Regions from separate parts of the Sus scrofa genome. Here all the other regions are linked to region 1. Evidence: chromatin contacts called from public Hi-C and HiChIP or PLAC-seq data. All regions are on one chromosome and are shown on one strand. The core of a region is the stretch at or near the end of the contact, and the rest is flanking DNA. Distances in the headings are between cores, read along the strand shown. Region 1 holds the start of KIAA0907 (UPF0469 protein KIAA0907 homolog). Region 2 holds the start of SSR2 (translocon-associated protein subunit beta). Region 3 holds the start of SYT11 (synaptotagmin-11). Region 4 holds the start of LAMTOR2 (late endosomal/lysosomal adaptor, MAPK and MTOR activator 2).

Region 1 (2,820 bases), core at 183-2,682:
CACCACAGGAGTACTCCTAAATCTATAGATTTAATTAGAGATATTTTAAAGCTCACCACGATTTATCTGATTTTCTCTTTTGACTTCAGGGGAAATGCACATGTATCAAAAAACCTATTACATCACTGCTTTAAATGATCATGTAGACAGAACTAGGGCTGAACTAAGGGAACACAGACAAAACAAGTTATTTGGTCCATAAATGTAACTTAGCCCAAGCAAAATTGCCTCCTAGGAGTTCCCATCCTGGCTCAGCAGAAACGAATCTAACATCCATGAGGATGCAGGTTAGATCCCTGGCCTTGCTCAGTGGGTTAAGAATCTGGTGTTGCCGTGAGCTGTAGTGTAGGTTGCAGACAGGGGGCTCAGATCTGGTGTGGCTGTGGCATAGCAGCTGCAGCTCTGATTTGACCCCTGGCCTGGTAACCTCCATATGCCGCTCCTGCAGCTCTAAAAAGAAAAAAAAAAAAAAAAACTAAATTACTGTACCCCCACCCCCGAGAGTGTCTCCTTAAGACAAATGATTGTGAGATTACAAGATTACAAACTGCAATCAGCAGAATCCCCTCAACTTCAAATACCTTCTCAGCAGCATTCTGAGTTGGTTTAAGCTTTCCTTTGGCCATAAGCATGGCATTGATCTTAGCAGCCACAGCAGCAGCAGCGTCCAAGGCTCCAGAGGGAGCAGCTGTGGAGCCCCCAGGGCTTCCCCCACTGCTGGTAACCTCCCCACCTGGGGCTGCTGGTGGCAGGAAGAGAAGGGGGGCTGGAGCTGGTTGGTCCCATTTGCTGCGGCGCCTACAGGAAGAGGAAAATATTAGGCCACAAAGTTTTTACTATTTTTCTCCCCTTACTACACCTTAGTACCCCATTTTCCCGCTATCAGGCTCCCTTTACACTTTCGAATCTACTATCAGAGCTAAAATTACCATCTCTCCTTAAACAGACAACCACTGCAATATTTCCCCAAATCCTCACTTCTTTCAACCCTTTTCCTGAATCTACTTCCTTTCTACTCCGTCATCCCTATTAAAAGATTCTGGTGTCCTACAACCCTTCGTTCTCACCTTCCCTTTTGGCTCGTCATTCCCAAAGTCCCTGCTTTTCTCCTTTCTCTGATCCCCGCTGGCCTTTTTCTGGGGCCCCAGGCCTGCTCACGATCCTTCGCCCCCAAAGTCCGGCCCTCAAATACATACACTTCCCACCCAAGCGCCCCTCTACCCAGACGCTGCTTCCCATGATCCCTCCGCCTCTCCTGGGCCTCATGCTCGCTGCGATGCCCTCGCCAGAAAAGCTTTACCCGCCAGCTCCAGGATGTGTCGCGCTCCCCGCGGACATGGCGACCGGCTCTGATCAACCACCCGCCAACTACCCCACTACCTCCTTCCCGTCACTTCCGCCCCCAACGCCCTTACGCACAGCCTCTTCCGGTCGTGAGGCAAAGCGGTTCCGGTATAAAAGTCTATTCCGATTGGACTCCTGTTGATGTCAAGGCTTCTGGCCTTATTTGAAACAGATGGGGTGTGGCCTTCCTGCTTGCGCTTTCCCTTGAGAAAGATGGCTGCTAAATCTCATATTAAGGAAGAATTGGGGCAAGAAGAATCCATCTTTCTTGTGGGCAAGTCGCTAGCCAAGAGTACAACACGCATGAGTAAGGAAAATTAAACAGGTTTCTCCCCAAATTCAGTCACATTCTTGTAGAGTCCCAGCCGCTGACCTGGGACAGCGCTTTCCCGCGGCTTTTGCAAACTTCAAGTTTCAGTTACCTGCTTAGGGAAAAGGAAAGGACTCATCCCAAAAATTATTTGAAGATTTTTTTCTTTTCATTTCTGCGCGCCTGTCCCTGTTTTAAGAGCAGGGGGTCCTGCCTTTCTGACACTTAGAATGTGGCGTGGTGGCCACGCCGGGTATTACATAGAATAGGTTATAATAAACAAAGGTGGAGAAGATAAATGCTCAACTTGGTGGAGCTAACACGCAAGTATTTGAAAGTCACAGAGCCCTTCCAGTGAGGGCTAAAGAAGTGACCCAGCCTAGGTTATGAAATGGGAACTCCAAGGAGTCTCTACATAGAATCAATAAAATACAATGCTATTCTTGCAAACAAGTTTATGTACTGACAGGATTAACAGAATACAAATTCATTTAAAATTCACATTTTTAGGCGTCCCCGTTGTGGCTCAGTAGGTTAAAAACCTGACTAGTATCCATGAGGATGCAGGTTGGATCCCTGGTCCTGCTCAGGGACTTAAGTTGCTGTGGCTGTGGTGTAGGGCAGCTGCAGCTCCTGTTTGACTTCTATCCTGGGAACTTCCATGTGCCACACCTGTGGCCCTAAAAAAAAAATTTAAAGCCACATTTATAGTGTTTTCCCTTCAGCATTTAATAAATAAATGTCCCATATAAACATCTATTTCTGCATTCTTTTCTATTGCATGAATCTATTTTTTCCTTTGCTATAGTGTTTTGTGTGCGTGTGTGAGCTTTATTTGGGCCACACCTGTAGCATATGGAAGTTCCCAGGTTAGGTGTCGAATTGGAGCTACAGCTGCCCACCTACATCACAGTGACAGCAACACCAAATCTTTAACCCTCTGAGTGAGGGAACATTTAACCCAGGGCTTGAACCCACATCCTCATGGGTACTAGTCAGGTTCATTATCACTGAGCCACAATGGGAACACCTGCTATAGTGCCTTTTTTTTTTAGTGTCTTTATTTCCTTTTTTCTTTTTCTTTTTTCTTTTTCTTTTTTCTTTTTTTCTTTTTTTTCAGTTGCACTAGCAGCATGTGGAAGTTCCTGGGCCAGGGATTGAACTTA
Region 2 (2,960 bases), core at 159-2,658, 87 kb after region 1:
ACAGCTACCACCCACACCACAGCCACAGGAATGAGGGCTCTGAGCTGAGTCTGCAACCTAAACCTGAGCTCACAGCAACGCCAGATCCCTTAACCCACTGATCGAGGCCAGGGATTGAACTTGCATCCTCATGGATCCTAGTCAGATTCGTTTCTGCTGAGCCACATGGGGAACTCCTCTTTTCTGCCTTTTCATCCTTCTCTCCCTATTTCACACAATTCTTTCTTCTTCTCCACTATGAGACTCTAGCAACTCACAAAATTGGAGGATGGTTTCCTGTAGCTTAGGTAAGAATATCCTCCTCCAAAAGTCATCCAGCAGTGAATTCATTTACACACTATACCTGTTGCTGGAGTCCTCCCAAAGATAAATCATTACTGATCCCTGTTCCCAGTCAAGATACCTGAGAAGCTTAAAAGGGCCCAACCTATAGCTTCAGGGCCTCCTTACCTTGAGCCAACATTGTAGATGTTGTACTGTAAGGTCAAGTCTCGCCCCTCCACAGCATATCTGTTCAGCAGTGATTTGGAGGCCAAAAGCCTGGCTCCTTCTTCTGCTTGAGTGACAGCAAAGAGAGTCAACACCACGAATGCCAGCAGCCTCATCTTTGGAGGAAAAAGCAAGTGAGCAGTCAATCCAAGCATGTAAAACCACCAAAATCTTTCTGACAGTCCTTTCTTACAAAGTCCGTCAAAAGATCTTTTGAGCTCATCAAAGCAGCGGCCACTTTCACAGAGCAGAGTATACGCTACCAAAGCTGTCCCATTCGCAAGCTTCCCACCAAATCCACCCTGCAGCCCTCGAAAATCTGTAGACCTCCAGGGCATATCTGCTACCTATTACTGCGAGGGGTCCTGGGTGCTCCCCAATTACTGGGGTCTTCTGAGAGAGCTCCATGTGGCCAGAATAGAGGTTTCCTTGGCCTGCCGCATTTCGGCCCATCTCGGAACTGTAGCAGCCTCTAGCTTTCCTTCACACAGGAATCCCTCACGACTGTTGCCTTTCCCCGGCTGCTATTCCTCCACCAGCACCCCAGGTATCCCAATGCGCGCTAGCGGGGTCCTCCCTCACGCCCCTGTATCCTACTGTCCATTTTTCCCGCGGGACCGCATTCGTCCTCGTCTTCCACATCCCTTTCTGGGGCCCTCTGAGGGCTTAGTCTGTTCTGCCCCCCCTCCGTCTCTTGCCAAGATTACACGTCCTCCAGCCAGCGTGCTCTATTCCCTCCCCGCCCTGCCAAAGCTAACCCTCAGCCGCTGAGTGTTGTGTGGACACGAACTTTGGCACCCCCAGAATCAAAGGACTCACCGTGCGCACCCCACAAACCCTTCAGGGGGCCACGAAGGCCGGAAGAGAGCGTCAGCACCCGAAAGACCGGAAATGAGCTCTGGCCGGAAACGTTGGTACTCTGCTGGATGCCTTCTGGGAGTTGTAGTTCTCAGACAAGCCCCACCTTTCCTTTGTAGAGCGCGCCTGCCTCCGGGATGCTGCAGCCTCTGTGATCGATTTGTCTGTGCTCCTTCACGCTTTTCTTTCTTTTCTTTCACGCTTTTATTATTCTGCCGTCTAGAGTGGCTTTTCAAGCTGGCTTTCCAGTACCGTAGATGACCAGCACCTGATTAAGTGCTTTGTGGGACTGGCAAACGTAGAGATTAGGATCTTCTGTCTACAATGTCGAGTGTACTATCGAGCTAGGAATTAGAGAAAAACTGTTGCTCTCCGGGCTACCACCATTCTCTGTATTTCTAGGCGAAAAATTTACTCATCTTCTATATCCAGCTAGCTACCCTAGAAAGCCCTGAACTTTCCTTAGAAGCCCTTTGAGGTTCCAAAAAAGTAGATCCTTTCTTTAATTTTTTTTTTTTTTTTTTAGGGCCTCTCCTGAGGCATATGGATGTTCCCGGGCTAGCCGCCTCTGCTGTCTGCATCACAGCTCAGTGGAAGCTTAACCCACTGAGCCCACTGAGTGAGGCCAAGGATTGAACCCTAGTCCTCATGGACACTAGTCGAGTTCATTACCGCTGAGCCACAACGGGAACTCCGGCTTGGTTTTTGGTTTTTTTCTGATTGTTTCTGATCTGGAAAATCTACCTTCATGATTAGGTGCTATTTCTCTAGTGTACACTTATTCAGAGATCCTACAGTGATGCTGAACGCACAGGAGGTGCTCAAGAAACACCTGCTGATTGGATGAATTTTCATCATCTCTATTTACAGTCTCCTTATTGGAATCTATTCTGACTAGAGGAGAGATTTGAGAGTCAATTGCTAAGGAAAATATTTCCATTGAAAGACTTCCAAAAAAATACAACTTCTTCCTGCCATCTTCAAGGGAACCCCACCAAGAGATTGAAGTAGAACTTTTTTTTTTTTTTTTTTGTCTTTTTTTTGTTGTTGTTGTTGTTGTTGTTGTTGCTATTTCTTTGGGCCACTCCCGGGGCATATGGAGATTCCCACGCTAGGGGTTGAATCGGAGCTGTAGCCACCGGCCTACGCCAGAGCCACAGCAACGCAGGATCCGAGCCGCGTCTGCAACCTACACCACAGCTCACGGCAACGCCAGATCGTTAACCCACTGAGCAAGGGCAGGGACCGAACCCGCAACCTCATGGTTCCTAGTCGGATTCGTTAACCACTGCGCCACGACGGGAACTCCTGAAGTAGAACTTTGTTAGATGAACATGGAACTGCGTGCCAGGACCAGAGGCATGCAGAAATGGTAAGGCTACCTAGGGTGCACTCTGTGCCCCCAGGGCAGTGTCACTGGTTTCATGTCCTGTTTTGTGGTTTTTAAGGCAGAACCCAAGCTGCCCACTGACCTCTCTTTTGGGATCTGCAACAAGAGGGCCACCAAGAGAGTATGTGACCAGGCCGAGAAGGAAGTGGCAAGCTGCTTTCAGGCTGGTGGCTAGGCAGGTACCCAGAAATAGTCTTGCTGCAAAATTTAGGGGCTTCAGATG
Region 3 (2,954 bases), core at 419-2,918, 65 kb before region 1:
TCCCGCGGAAACTCAGCTTCGGTACCACCGGAAGTCAGCCAACGGCAGCGACTGACGTGCGCGCCCCCGAGTCGCGGTGCACGGCGTCAGAACACCAAGGAGCATGCGCCAAGCACCGGCGCCATCCTATTTTAGGGCAGAATGAAGGCAAAGATCTGGTACTCCGTTGTTGGCAAAATATTTAAAGGCAATACCTCGCTTTCTCTGTCCAGGGAGCTCCCCTACTCAAAACAAAACTGGATTAAGGTTCAGCGATTTAATTTGACAACTAATCCTTCTCGCCACGAGACACCTGGAATATGGGACCAGGGAAACGGGGAATTCATAAAATTTCAGAAAGAGGAATCCCTAGGTTACAAACTGCAGTTTCCTGAATAAAGCTAAGGCAGACTTGGACTCAATCCATAATTATAAATTATAATTATTCATATCTATAAAACACTCCGCATTTAACAGAATGCTTTCACTTACGTTATCAAAGGTGATTTGATCTTCACAATAAATCCTGTGGCACAGTGGATATTATACCTTCCAATTTCCGCAGGACAAATTTTTGGCTCAACTGGGTAGATGATTTCACAAAGATAACTAGCTGTGAGAGGGAATCCAGTAGCCTCACTCTAGCTTCTAATGCATTAATCCGGTGTCCAGGATGGTGCCTGGGACATAGTCAATGTTCAATAAATTCAATACATGTGTTTTGAATGAATGAATGACTCCTAGAACCATGTTCTTTTCCTCTTTTCAAGAAGGACAAAATGTCAAAGCTGGAAAAATACATTCAACTCTCTCACTTTACAGGTGAACCACCACCAAATATTTATGCATTTAAATAATCTACCTGACCTGATCCTGTCTGTAAACAGAATCGGATAGGATGAAAGTAACCACAACCAAAATGAATGACGAAATTGATGTAATCATGGAGATAACCTGCAGTAGTCTGACGGTAACCTGAATCACCCTAAACCTTCCGAATGCCAAGGAAGTCTCTAGAAGCTTGGAGTTTCATTTGTGTCCTGCTTTTGGATCTACAGAATACACGGATCTGTTGGTTTTCACTGCCTCTCTCCATACTTCTCTTTCTCTCTTCCTCCATCCCTCCCTCACTCTCTCTCTCAAACTTCTCTAAGCAGCCCTAAGCACTTGAAGCTTTTACAAGAGAAATATCCAACACTGATTAACTTTGGCACTCTTCATTAGTCCTTTTTTAAAACAGTTTCAATCTACACACCACAAAACCCAGCCGTTTTACTTATACAATTAAATTATTTTCACTAAATTTTCAGAACTCTGCAACCATCACCACGTTTGGTCTTTAATCAGAGTTTCTGAAGTTTAAGAAAGGTTTCAAAATATTCTTTAGTGGTCTCATAAACTTATAATAATTGCAATTGATACTGAATGTAGGCAAGATAGAATTTTGTTTTTCCAAAATCCTGGGTCCCCCTCGGCCAGAATATTCAGTTACTATATTAAGCCCAGGGAACCGGAATCACAAGATCTATAGGCTCTCATATGATAAAATACCTACCTACACTTCTTAGGCCGCAGAGTTTTCGCCTTACAGACCCACAACCCATTAGTGGGCGGGGTCTCATTCTCTGGAAATCTTGGCGAAGGGAGAGGGCCCCTCCCAGAGGTCTTCCGGAAAGGGGCGGGTCTTGCCTTCCGGAACTTTTCGGACAGAGGCGGAGCCTTCTGCCGAGGGTCGTTCGGAAGAAGGCGGGGCCTACCTCGCATCAGGACCAGTCTGGCTGCACCTGCATCCTTAGCTCAGAGCATCCCTGGAGCATCTTAAGAGGCGACCGCAGCTGGCAACCAGGGACCAGACCGTCGCAGGAGGCGTCCGCCAGATACCTTCCCCCTCCCCTGACCTAGCGCTCTGCAGCGGCGGCCTAGGTACTGACCGGAGGTTCCCAGAGTTGCCTGACCAGTGCAAACGCGTTAATAGCAATAGCCTCCGATTACGACATGGCTGAGATCACCAATATCCGACCTAGCTTTGGTAAGTAGAATCTGGCAAACTAAGCTTGGGGTAGGCGAAACCGTTGCAAAACCAAGGGAGCCCAGGGGCTGGGCAGAGAGTGAAACCAAGACCAGGACCTTCAGGTGCTATCCGCTCTAAAATCGGGCCTGTGGTGATGCGTAGTAGGCAGTGGGCAGACCTGAACTTGAGCTATGGGCTGCAGGGGCTGGGAAGGCCAGAGCCACACCGAGGTTGGGGAGGTTCGGGATGCTAAAACCTTGTATGGTGCACTGTCAGCACTGCTGGAGGTGAGAAACAGAGAGCTTGCGGAGGATGTGAACCCCTCCTTCTGGGGGAGGAGAGGTGGGGTAGGCCGAGCCCTCCCCCTTGGGGCACGCAGGGCGGTGCCCCTTCCTCCTCCTCCCACTCCTTCAGGGCTGCGGGGGAGGGAGGTGGCAAGGGGATGGGGCATCAAGATGGCAGCTTGGAGACTGTGGGCTGTGTGGCTGGGAGCCAGGGGAGGTGGCGGCCTCTGGGGAGAGAAGGGTGCGGGGGTGGAGAGCCAAAAGCAAGCCACTCCTTAAGCCGGTCAGCTGGATGCTGGGGCTAGGAGAAAACGTGAGCCCTGCAATTTCTATTCTGCATCGTAATGGTGGGGTCCTCCTATGCTACCAAATGGCGCTTGGCGCTGCTGGGCTAGGGGATGACGTGATGTCTATTTCTGGGCCTCCTGGCAGCGCCTAGGCTCTTCTTCCCGGGCCTTTGTTCCCTGTTTCCCTAGACTGGTTTTTCAAAAAGGGGGACTCACCCGCTCTGGTGCTGGCGGGGGCCTGATCCAGGCCGGAGGGGGAGGGGCGAAAAAGGCTGAGCCCTGGGGAGGCCGCTTTGTGTACCAGAGAAAGCATTACGTCATCTCGGAGCCGCTGGTCCCCGACCCAGCCCTACGGGCTCGGAGATCAGTTACGCTCCCTGGAGCAGCGAGTGG
Region 4 (2,720 bases), core at 4-2,503, 120 kb after region 1:
CACAAGGCAAACCCCGGCCTCCCTTCCCAAACACGCGCCACGCTACCCCGGATCGACCTCGCAGGACGCCCCCTACCCGCCGCCTCTTCCCTCCCGCTTCCCCGAGTGCCTGCTGGGCCCCCGCCCTCCTCTCCCCGGCCCTCCCATACGCCCGACGGTCTCAGAGACACCCCCCTCTTCACAGACCACTCCTCCGCACCCCCCCAATCCCCACCACCCGTACTACCTCCTTGACCGAGGCTCGATCGCAGATCACAATTTCCTCCTTGTCCTTAGGGGTCTTGACGGTGACCCGAATCGGGGGCCTCGTCTCGGCCCCGCTCGGCTCCGCCATGCCGCCGCCGCCGCCGCCACCCGGCCGCCCGCCAGCCCGCCCCGGCTCCTCCTCCTCCCCGCCCGCCCGGCGGTGCTCGGCTCCGGCGCCTCCAACACTCCCCTCTCCCCTCCCCTCCCCAAGGCTTCACCGCCCCCTCCGGACCAGCCGCAGCCACAGCGCCCCGGGCGGACCGGGGGGGCCACTGCAGCGGGGTCCGCCCAGGGCCGAGCCCGGGGTCTGCAGCCTGGGCAGGGCCTTGCTGGGCGGCGGCCCCCAAAGGGGCTGCTCCGGACAGGGGCGGGAAGCAAACTCTCCGGGAGAGACCACCGCCCGTGGTAGCCGGTCCGAGTCGCGCTGAGGTGCCAACCCCCCGCCCCCGGGCCCAAAGCTACCCGCCCCCTCCGCGACTAACTCTTTCTCCGGGACAAAGGACTTTCTGTGTCGCCGCTTTATCTCCGTTCCCTATGATAACTGGTCTTTCTTGGAAAGCCCAAATCCTTTCCAGGCCTGAGGCTTCTCCCGACTTGGAGGCTGAATTTTCCACTTCTGGATATCTACCTAAAACCTCTTCTGTAGGATTGACTTAATTCCCCTGAGGGTAGCGGCCTCCAAGAAGTCTATTCAGTACAGTTCCAGAGACCTGGATTTTTGCCTGCATGGCCTTTCTGAGCCTATTTCCTCAATAGCATCTATCTCCTCATCTCACAGAATTATGCATAATGTAGAAAATTGCTTTGAGAAGTAACCCAAGGTATGCCTGACAAGTATAGGAATTTTGTTTTCTTTTAATTACTGAATCGTGGATTGTCAAGCAGATATGACTCCTCTGCCCGAGAGGGTTAAATGTCCTTCCAGTACTGCCACTATCCTTTTACTCCCGCTCTTTTCCCCCATAACCGCGTGGTCTCACTGGAAAGGCGAACTGTAGTTCCCAGGGTGCCTCGCGAAGCTTCGAGGAACTACAATTCCCAGCGCCCCCCGCGGTGAGGCGGGGTTGAGTCAGAACCGCACAGTCAGGCCAGGAAACTACAACTCCCAGGAGTTCTGGAGCCGGGCAGCTGGACTACGGGAAGCGGCAGGCGGAGGCCAGTTATAGGAAACTCCGGGATCAGGTTGTGAAAGCCCAGGGTTAGGAGCCACAGGCATGCTGCGTCCCAAGGCTTTGACCCAGGTGCTAAGCCAAGCTAACACTGGAGGTGTCCAGAGCACCCTGTGAGTGCGGACCGAGAGGCCGAGCGGCGAGCACTGGAGTGGGGCTGCGCGCGGCTCTCCGAGGGAGGGGTGGGGAAGGCTCTCTGGGAAGGGAGGAGGTGGCAGAGGGGGCAGCCTTTGGGTGAACCGGCGAGAGGGCCACTCTTGAAAGAGAAACTGACGTGCTGGGTGTTTGGGGCATGTTCTAGGACACACTCAACCCAGACCCTTGCTTTCTAGGAGCGCCGGTGGGCGAGTTGGGATGGAAAGTCAGGTATTTTACTCCCCATCCTGAGCACGTTGATATCCGTTCTGATGCTTTTCCAGGCTGCTGAATAACGAGGGATCTCTGTTGGCCTACTCTGGTTACGGGGATACGGACGCCCGAGTCACTGCAGCCATCGCCAGTAACATCTGGGCGGCCTACGACCGGAACGGGAACCAAGCATTTAACGAAGACAATCTCAAATTCATCCTCATGGACTGCATGGTATGGAGAGGGGAGCCATTTCCTCTGTCCCTAAGGGGACCCCCAAGGGGCACCCTGGACCCCATCCTGGATGGTTGGGGCCCAGGGACAGGATTTCTGGAAGATTACTAAGAGTTGGTCTGCAGCAGCATTTATAATAGGCAGGACCCTATGTATCAAGTGGTGATGAGGAAGGAGTATTGGACCCGAGGTCTGGCTGGGTTCTAGTCTCAGCCAGCCACTTGCCATTTGTGGAACCTTGGGTAAGTCACAAGCTTTTTTACCACATCTCCAGTGTGAAAATAATCCCCACCACCACATCACGCACACAGGGTTGTTGTGATCAAATGAAAGGGTAGGTGTAAACTGTAGAGTGATATGCAGACACAAAGTGTTGTCATCTGAGATTCTCAGACTCAGAAGCATGGCAAAGTGTCCAGACCCTAGTCCAGTTCCTTCAGTTTACAGAAAAAGGAGATAAAGTCCAGAAAGAGGAAGCGCCATTAGACTGAATTTCTTGGGAACAGAACCTGTCTCATTCACCTTTATATCTGTTCAGTTAACAAATTTTTAGGTCCTTGCAGTATTCTCAGGACCTGGGAAAAAAATAGCAAACAGGACAAACAAAAACTGCAGCCCTAATGTCTCATATATGCCTTAAAATAAGTAAAATATGTATGTTTGTAAAATCAGTTCATAAATATGTTTTGTAACATACATACATAAGTTTAAAAAGTAGTATGT

What was found. Hi-C and Micro-C count contacts between places; a contact is called where the count stands out from the background. HiChIP or PLAC-seq counts read pairs in DNA pulled down with a chosen protein or histone mark.
Region 2: a contact with region 1 is called in an H3K27ac HiChIP or PLAC-seq map of alveolar macrophages. The contact joins the promoter of SSR2 here to the promoter of KIAA0907 in region 1. A contact is called at or near these places in 3 of 5 promoter capture datasets (fetal skeletal muscle, liver and skeletal muscle), 17 of 47 Hi-C or Micro-C datasets (alveolar macrophages, blood, embryonic fibroblasts and 9 more) and 2 of 2 datasets of contacts at active chromatin or transcription factors (alveolar macrophages and skeletal muscle).
Region 3: a Hi-C map of liver shows a contact between it and region 1, with 8 times the contacts expected there. The contact joins the promoter of SYT11 here to the promoter of KIAA0907 in region 1. A contact is called at or near these places in 1 of 5 promoter capture datasets (liver), 8 of 47 Hi-C or Micro-C datasets (embryonic fibroblasts, heart right ventricle, liver and 3 more) and 1 of 2 datasets of contacts at active chromatin or transcription factors (alveolar macrophages).
Region 4: a Hi-C map of liver shows a contact between it and region 1, with 12 times the contacts expected there. The contact joins the promoter of LAMTOR2 here to the promoter of KIAA0907 in region 1. A contact is called at or near these places in 2 of 5 promoter capture datasets (fetal liver and liver), 7 of 47 Hi-C or Micro-C datasets (blood, epiblast stem cells, heart right ventricle and 3 more) and 2 of 2 datasets of contacts at active chromatin or transcription factors (alveolar macrophages and skeletal muscle).

Annotation. Positions count from the first base shown.
Region 1 is chr4:94,096,823-94,099,642 of Sscrofa11.1, reverse strand. It overlaps KIAA0907 (UPF0469 protein KIAA0907 homolog), which reads right to left and starts at 1,432. Exons shown (of 15, transcript XM_001928648.6): 1 at 1,301-1,432; 2 at 582-798. The coding sequence starts at 1,338.
Region 2 is chr4:94,009,172-94,012,131 of Sscrofa11.1, reverse strand. It overlaps SSR2 (translocon-associated protein subunit beta), which reads right to left and starts at 1,408. Exons shown (of 6, transcript XM_001928470.5): 1 at 1,309-1,408; 2 at 451-605. The coding sequence starts at 605.
Region 3 is chr4:94,161,805-94,164,758 of Sscrofa11.1, reverse strand. It overlaps SYT11 (synaptotagmin-11), which reads left to right and starts at 1,668. Exons shown (of 4, transcript XM_001928804.6): 1 at 1,668-2,008. The coding sequence starts at 1,975. It overlaps GON4L (GON-4-like protein), which reads right to left and starts at 2,872. Exons shown (of 34, transcript XM_021089699.1): 1 at 2,778-2,872; 2 at 1-126.
Region 4 is chr4:93,974,094-93,976,813 of Sscrofa11.1, reverse strand. LAMTOR2 (late endosomal/lysosomal adaptor, MAPK and MTOR activator 2) reads left to right here and starts at 1,253. Exons shown (of 4, transcript NM_001243627.1): 1 at 1,253-1,528; 2 at 1,835-1,997. The coding sequence starts at 1,461. UBQLN4 (ubiquilin-4) reads right to left here and starts at 428. Exons shown (of 11, transcript XM_003125701.5): 1 at 227-428. The coding sequence starts at 334.